2 separate regions of the Mus musculus genome follow, and region 2 is linked to region 1. The links are chromatin contacts, called in public promoter capture Hi-C maps. All regions are on one chromosome and are shown on one strand. Each heading gives the region's core, a stretch centred on a gene start, on an enhancer-like site or on the middle of the called end of the contact. The rest is flanking DNA. Distances are from core to core; before and after follow the strand shown. Region 1 holds the start of Akap9 (A kinase (PRKA) anchor protein (yotiao) 9). Region 2 holds the start of Fam133b (family with sequence similarity 133, member B).

Region 1 (4,249 bases), core at 1,012-3,511:
CCACGGGTCTGTCTGTCCCTTTCTCCCAAGCCCTGCATTACAGATGCATGCCACCATGTCCAGCCGTCCAGCTTTGTGTGGGCGCTACAACTATGAACCCCGGTGTACATGCCTGTACAGCAAGCAGTTCACACAGTGAATAGACCACCTATCTCCCCAACCCCACAAAGACAGCATTTTGAAAGACAAAGAGACATGTGTAGAAACCACATTCACAATCTCTTCTAAAGATAAATCCAGTATCTATTGGCAGCAACTTAACCCTAAGACAGGTCTAGTGAAGGCAGACAAAGCTCAGCAGGAGTCCCTCACACATATTTAGCACAGAATATATTTAGGGAAGGGAGTAGAAATTATGAAGTAGTCAATAAGACATCTACCTTATCTGGACACAGTAGCTCACACACAGAATTCCATCGCTCTGAAGGTTAACACAGAATTGCCCTAGAGTCTGAAGCCAGCCAGCCTGGACTACACATTGATCTCTAGGCTCACCTGGACTATAGTCTAAGATTCTGCTAAAGAAAGAAAGGGTGGGAGAACAAGAGAGGAAGACTGCACACTACACCTCCAATTCCTTCAATGCTCTGAGCCCGGTCAGTCCCTTGGGGTGCACAATGGGAAGCTAAGCTGGGCTTTCCCTCCATTTATAGAATGCCACAGAGACACATTCAAATCTTGACCTTACACAGAGGATGCTTATGGGAAACCAACTAACTATATTCTAGAAATACAAGATTAGCTATTGCACACACTCCTTTAACAAACTAATGCTGAGCATGTACCAACGTCTCTCTCCAGTAGGGCCCTTCACTCATTACTGACCTGCTTCCTTTGTTAATGATGTGAGAGAAGAAAAAAGAAAGGTAGGTGCCTTCGTTAGGGTTACTATTGCTATGATGAAACATCATGACCAAAGCAATTTGGAGAGGAGAGGGGTTTATTTAGCTTACAACACTTCCATATCACAGTTCCAAACTAACAAGTACAATAAGCTTAAAATATAACTTAATTATTCCCAGTAACAATAAGGTCTTAAAAAAAGGCACTATATCTTAAAGGTAACTTCATTTTTGGGAGCAAGGAGGTCCAAAGGTAAGCTCAAACAGGTAATTTTACAAAGAAATCATTCTATTCCATTCATAACAGTGTCAAATTATTTAGTAAGCCCACTGGAAGATGCCTACATATAAGTCTGGATTATACATGACTTGCCATACCCGCATACCCACACAAAATCAAACTTACCAAATACATAATAACAAATACATTATCTAAAACAGCAATTCTGTAGGTGTTTTAGTCTATGGAACCTTTCGATGCCCCGAAGTTCCATTCCACACATTACAAAAGAGCCTGCCATGACAAAGACCTCAAGCACGAATATACAAAGAACGGCAAAAACAAAAACAAAAAACAAAAAACAAAAAGAACGCCCCTACAGCCAAGTTCACAGCTGGCACTTGTGGCACACTCAAGACACTGCCGAGGCAGCTGTCACAGGCCAATCACACACACACACCAAGAGTGCCAGCGTGACACCTCAAGAAGGCAGGCTGATGGTCAGCGCAGGGGTGTTCCCGGAATAAAGAAAACCCTAAACCCTTGCTCCGGAAAGCACAAAGCCTGGCCGACTCCCTGAACTCCCTTCAGAAAGTGAAAGGGTGGTGGCTGCGAAGCAATTCCTTAGCAGTTAACAGCCGGGGTGAGAGGGGGTTTTGTGTGGCACCGGGGAGAAAGGAACCAAGCCGAGCGGTGCAGTCATCAGGTCTCCAGCAGCAGCAAGAGAGGGCGGCTCTTCAGCCCCAGCCGCAGCCCCCTAGCCCCAGCCGCAGCCCCGGCCCCGGCCCCAGCCCCAGCCCCAGCCCCGGCCCCGGCCCCGCGGCCCGGCCTCTCCCCCAGCCTCCGCCCCGGGTCACCGCCTCCCGACGCGGCCCGTGGCCGCCGCGCTCCTACCTTCGCCTTGCCGGCTGCCAGCTTCCTTTGCCTCTCCTCGTCCTCCATGGCGTCTGCAGGGTAGGCTGGGACGCAGTGGAGAGGAAAGATCTGTTTAGAAAGAGGCGGACAGAGCTCCGTGGCCACCCGGGACACGCTGGGCGCTCACCGGCGACTCGTGCCGGCCTGCACGGGCCCCGCGGTCACCGCCGCCATCTTCGTCTCCACGTAAACACACGGCGGCCGGCGGGGCGGAGCGGGCGGGCGGGCGGCCGGCGCAGCCGCGAGCGTGGCCCGGCAGGTGCTTGTGCGCGCCCGGCTTGACCGGGGCGGAGGGAGGGTCAGGGTCCGGCGGCCCGACACCCACTGCTCCGGGGACCCGGTGCTCGGAACACGCCGCGCTGCATTTCCAATTCCAAAGCGACCGCGGCCTCACAACAAGGAGCCGCAGTGGAAAGGGCGAGGGCGGAACCTCCCCCCTCCAACCCGGGGAAGCCTGATCCTTCCTTCACCCCAAATCCCTCCCTCAGTTCCCCCACAGGTTCCCTCTCAACCCATAGTCTTCTCCTTCGCCTTGCGCTGGAAGAGCAGCCTACGGTAGAGCCTTCTCCCAACTCTTTGTTCTCTGGAGTGAAGCTGAGACACTCCTAGGGGCTTCCTTCTCCTTGGCAACTGTGTTCCTAAGGAACTCGAATTCGGAATCTAAGTTGGGAACAAAGCCAGTCTACCCTAACTTTCCCTCCTCCAGCCCCCCATTAGTTATTTATTCACTTTACATCCTGACCTCAGCCCCCCTCTCCTCCCATCCCCCCCACCCCACCATGACCCCTCCTGGCTTACCTCTCTCCCCTTCACCTCTGAGGTAGACATTACCTCAGGTAAAGGGCTGGAAAAAGGTTTTCCAAGCAAAAGGGACTATGTTAACTTTGAACTTTAAAGACCTTAAAACAGCTATGGTTCTCTGACTTTACCTGGAGTTCTTGGACGAGCTGCCTAATATTTATGACTGCTCCTGGAATGTGAAAACACTCAAACCTTTGTCCTTTCTATTTCTTGAAATGGCTACTGTGAAAGATTATGCCCAATAAACTTTGTTACATTTTATTGAGCCGTGCTTATAAATCGATTCTTAACATCTTTCCTCCCCCACCTGCTCTGGCAATCCTTTCTTTCCCTTCCCTCACTCCCTCTTTCCCCTCTCCTGCCCCTCAAATCCATTTCTGGAGTGAACGAACCATTTTAGTGTCTCAGATTGAGCCTTTCTTCTTTGTTTTAACATAGGTTTGGACTGAAAAATTAGCAGGTAAGAACTAAAGATATTAGTTTAATCATAGAAGTAGTGTTAACTGGATATACATATGAAAGGGGGAGACTAAAAACCTTAGCTCTATCAGACACCAAAAATGTTTCTAGTACCTGTAATTTAGAAATCTTATATTTCAAACATAATTGTGCCAACCTAAAACAATCAAGTGTGTATTTGCCCCATTTTCTCAGCTGGAATTGGGGACGTGAGAACAGACACCTCATCATAAGAATAAAGGAAAGTAAAAGAGGCTGATCTAAGAGAGGCGTGTTTTTCTCGGGAGCCCTTTGTGGCTCCAGGTCTAGAATGAAGTGTTCTAAACTGCCTGGAGTTAAGTGATGCTCGGTTGATTCTGATTGCCTAGGAGGAGCAAGCCCAGGATATCTGACAGACTTCCTGTTTGTTAATGGGCTCTCCTTTCTCAGTGGCTCAGCAGGTCAACTCTTTGTTGCAATCTGTTCCATCTTAGTAACTAAAGATGTTAGTGATCTGCTAAATGTTGCAAGATTATTTCTGCATTTCCCTTTAGATCACTTATATCAATTATATGTACCTGTCTCAGGCATAAACGCTGCTCAGTGACATAGCTGATCTATTAGAAGGGCACATCTGTGGAATTATGGCCATCTCTTATGATACCTGTTCAATCGTGTCTCCATGTCATGTATTCATATAATTCAGACAAAAGGAAAATGGTGGTTTATATGCCTCCTTTTATAGAATAAGAAACAGAAAGCTTGAATGGTTAAACCACTTGACAACTTCCCATGGTTAGGTAATGGAAGTCATAGCTAGTGCTGCCAAGCCGTGAATTTGAGTCTTTTTCTATTTAGCTGTCTATGTCTCCAAACAATAAAAAAAAAAAAATTAAAAAATAAAAAGGGTCAGGATTTGCAGAGGCTCTTTTGTATGTGTGCTCTGAGTGCACACGTATGTTTACATGTGTGGAAGTCAGATATGTATTCATGTGCTTCTGGATGCTGGAGGTTGGCCTTGGGGGCTTCCTTA
Region 2 (4,249 bases), core at 1,209-3,708, 380 kb after region 1:
AAAGGCTGTAAGTACAACTTCCAAAACAAACAAACAAACTCCACAACAGAACAAAATAAAAATTACAGTTCAGGAGAGAGAGAGAGGGCTCAACTCACCAAAACATTTTTATACCCAAGTCTGAGGACCTGAGTTTGATCCTGGTAATCTACATGGTAAAGGAAAAATTCTTGCAAGTTGCTTGCTGGCCTTCATAAGCTTACCGTGGTAGGTGTGCACACAGACACACAAAATCAATAAATATGAATAAAGCCAAAACAACTGTTCAACACGAGATCTAAAGGGGTTTCTGTTTGTTTTTAATTTGCATCTATCTTTGTGTCCCTGTGTGTAGCGGTCACAGATATCACAAGAGGGCTCTGGATCTCCTGGAGCTGGCATTATAGTGGGCTGATGTAGGTACTGGGAACGCAACTTCAGCCCTCTGCAAGAGCAGCACAGACTAGGCCTCTGGCTCTTGCTTTTAATCCCAATATTCCACAGGCAGAGCAGGCACAGGCCAGCCTAGTCAGGTCAGTCAGGGACAAACACAGAGACCATCTCAAAACAAGCAAGCAAGCAAATATTAATAGGAAGGAAGAACGGAAGGATGGACGAATGGACGGATGGATGGACAGTGGCCTGTGCTCCTACTCTCCAAGCATTACCCCAGTCCTCTAAAGGATTGGTTGCTTTGCTTTTGTTTTGTTTTGTGTTTTTTAATCCCCAATCCTATAATCTTTAAAACCATGAGGGCATCACCAATGTAAGAAAAAGAACTGGATTGCCTCTCAATTTCTGGAGAACAACAACAAACGTCAGAACAGGTAGTATTTTCAGAGGCAGACACTCAAACTCTAGTCCTGGAAAACTATGGAGCTAGTAAAGAGAACAGTGATTGTGGTGGATTGAGGAGCAGGTGTGACTGAAGCAAAGTCTTTCAAAGTGGTGGCAATGCATCATAGTGGCTGATGTCATTAGTAACGTGTCTAAAGACACACTATGCACAGTATCATAGGATTATGTGATTCCTGAAAGATAACTGCACGTTCACCTGTATCTCTACGGTGGGGGATGTTGATGATGGAGAAGCTGTCTATGTGTGGGACCAGGATGTATAGGATAGCTGTGGTTTAAAAGTCCTGTTAAAAAGTGAGACTTTGGGGCTGGTGGTGGTGTGGGGGGCTGGGGGAGATATCAAGATCCATGAGGACTGAACCAAGTAGCAAATGATACAAGTTCTGGTCACAGTTTAAGCATCCTTACCCTGCCCTAAGTATTAGTTCTCCATTACATCTCCAACACCTCCCACCTTTTGATGTAATGTTTTCAGTCTTAGAATCTTTTAAGTGCAAACAAAATGCTACTAGAACATATTGTGCGATGACAACAGAACAGAACAGTACAGAGCTGTCAACACCCTCCAGTAAACGAGACTAATTTCATAGGTTTTGAAAATGCCTTAAGGAATGTGTAAATAAAAATTTCCAGTAAAATGAAAGTCTGGATTTCAGTAAGAAACTGTAATAATGTCTGTAAGCAAGCCTATAATCTTTAAAACAACGATAGCATCATTAATAACAACAAAACAAAACAGAAAAATCTCCAGGAATCAGGTGAGATGTGTCTGAGGACATTAATAGTCCAAGCACTATGTCGAACTCTGGATGCCCACACACATAGACCATTTCAACTGGTCTATTCTATTCTATTCATCTCAACTCCATTCATTCTACGGTCTCGTCCTGAAGCCAGGAGGAAAGTACATTCCTGCACAGTGCGAGCAAGGTTAGTGGCCACCGAGCTTCCACGACAGAACCACAAGAAACTAAAACGGACGTTTTTTGTTGTTGTTGTTGTTGTTTTTTGTTTTGTTGTTGTTGTTGTTTTTAAGACAGAGCGGGGAACACTGTCATTTCCCGGGCAGCTCTTTAGGTACCCACTCGCGTTCGCTTGGGCAGTTGCCTTTGTGGTCAAGCGGTGACTAAGGAGGACTCCCATTCCCACAGGTAGAAACTTGGGTTCAGAAGTCACTAACTTCCGAGGGCACTGGAGTCTAGAGTACCCCAAAGCCCTCATCCCTGTCCCCCACCCCCATCCCCGTGGTCCCGCTGCGCTGGGTCTGGGCCTCTCGGCACCGGCGGCTCCGGCTCACAGCCCTTACCGCTGCGGGGCGACAGGCCCCAGGGTCGGCCGAGCAGGACGCTGAGGACCGGCAAGGCGCACGCGCATCGCACGGCGCGGGGTCTCGGGGCCCCAAGTGCGACGCGGCCGCCAGCCCCGCCGCGACGGGCGACGGCTTCCGCTCGTTCGCCTGCCGCCCGGCCCCGCCTCACTGCTCCGTTTTCCCCGCCGAATACTCACCACGCGATTATCCCGTTTCCCCATGGTGGCCGGCTGAAGGCGCGGGAAGCCGCCGAGGGAGCAGGCCCGAGAAGAAGCCGAAGCGGCCCGCCGCGAGTCCTCTTACCACCTCTATGCCCCGCCCAGAGAGCGGCGCCCCGCCAATCCGGGGAGACCGTATGCGCCACGGCGCCCCCTGGTGGTGCGGAGGACAGCCCGGCGCTAGCGACCGCCTGCGGTTCCCAGGAGCTGCAGCAGGATTCCTGTGACCCACTTAACCATTCCTGAGCAGGACCCACTCTGTAGTCAAATCGGTAACTCAGTTCCTGGGTATCCAATGCCCTCTTCTGACCTTTGTGGGTACCAGGCACACGCACTGCACACCTGTAGGCAAACACATAAAGTAAGTCTAATGGAAAAAATTGTCATAAAACTTAAAAAAATGAGTCTGGGACCAGTCAAATATAGTTAAGACATAATCCTTATCTTTAAGGGGTGTGTTTATTAACTCATAGGGGGAGATAAACACACACAGGTTAGACTTTACTGCTTTGGTGCTATGGGATTATCTGGATTGGACTTAAACTTCAGAAGTGGTCTAGACTCTAGAGACTAATTAATACACCATATTCTCTGACTATTCACAGGCTTAGAAAAAGTGACTTATGGATTCATGTCAACATGAATGCATCAGGAATAAAATCGATCAGAATCCTTTCTGAAATTTTAGAAAATGGAAATATGGGACTTTCATTATACTGAAGAAAATCCTTTAGCCTTTCCCCAGACCTCATGGATATGAGGTGAGGGGTGGGTGGGTAGACATCATGAGTTTGAGGCTATTTTGAGCAACAAAGTAAGTCCAAGTCTGATCTGGGTAACTTAGACATTGTGTAAAGTAAAATTCAAAGGGAAAAAGGCTGGTATATGCTGCAGGATATGTGATCACACTGTGAAACCTGAGATTGTATTATTTACTAAAAAACAGTTGTTTCTAGTTGTGGTATGACTCAGCACTTAGAACACAGTTTTAATCCCAAACAGTGAAGGTAAAGTTAGTTTGTAGAAGGAAGCACCCATATTTGAAAGTTATGTGTAATTGAGTGGCAGACAAAGTGATGAATCAGAGAACAACCTGACAAAATAGACTATATAGAATATGCCCAACTGTCAGGAGAGAGGCAGTGAAGCCACTTAGGAGAGCAGTGCAGAGAGAAAGCGAGGAGAGAGGCAGTTTTACTGAGATGGGTTGAAAAGAGAACAAGCTAGACACGGGTGAAGACAGAATGAGTCAGAGAGTGAGAAGGAGCCAGAAGATTAGAACAGGTTGCCAGAGTTAACTCGGGGCCAATCAGAGCAATTCAGTCAGAAAGTGAGAGAAGCCAGTTAGAACCAGTCAGCTTGGAGAGGAATTTGAGCCAGAACAGCTGAATTGAACCAGCCAGTCAGAGTTCAGAAAGAACAAGAGAGGGTGAATATTTTCAGCAGTAACTTATCAGAGCCTGTAAAACATTCTAGGCCTATATTAGATTGCACAGAGGCTTCCAGGACCAGGCCTAGGTTAGCAGACTGAGGCAGTAAGCCTCAGAGATGACATTTAATTTAGGGAAATAAAAGTTTACGAGTAACACCAGTGACAGTGATACAGCATTTACCTAGCATGTGCGAGGCCCTGCATGGAATCCAGTACCTCAAAGAAAATCTTCTTCTCGCTGACAGAGACTCTCTCCTTTCTCACCCTCTATTGTTGCAACAGATATTCCAATCTCCACTTTCTTTCTTAAAACGGTCCTGTATTAGTTTGGATGTAATTGGTCTCCATAGGCCCATAGGGAGTGGTGCTATTAGAAGGTGTGGCCTCGCTGGAGTGGGTGTGGTCTTGTTGGAGAAAGTGTCTCGATGGAGGCAGGCTTTGATGTCTCCGACT

The links. Promoter capture Hi-C pulls out the DNA fragments that hold promoters and counts their contacts.
Region 2: a contact with region 1 is called in a promoter capture Hi-C map of pre-B cells, with 2.4 times the contacts expected there. The contact joins the promoter of Fam133b here to the promoter of Akap9 in region 1. A contact is called at or near these places in 2 of 39 promoter capture datasets (liver and pre-B cells), 2 of 484 Hi-C or Micro-C datasets (embryonic stem cells and pre-B cells), 1 of 115 datasets of contacts at active chromatin or transcription factors (memory CD8 T cells) and 1 of 9 other capture datasets (liver).

What each region holds. Positions count from the first base shown.
Region 1 is chr5:3,926,198-3,930,446 of GRCm38.p6, reverse strand. It overlaps Akap9 (A kinase (PRKA) anchor protein (yotiao) 9), which reads right to left and starts at 2,261. Exons shown (of 48, transcript NM_194462.2): 1 at 1,957-2,261. The coding sequence starts at 2,004. Gm51438 (a long non-coding RNA gene) reads right to left here and starts at 1,858. Exons shown (of 2, transcript XR_003955841.1): 1 at 1-1,858.
Region 2 is chr5:3,542,042-3,546,290 of GRCm38.p6, reverse strand. It overlaps Fam133b (family with sequence similarity 133, member B), which reads right to left and starts at 2,458. Exons shown (of 11, transcript NM_001042501.1): 1 at 2,344-2,458. The coding sequence starts at 2,367.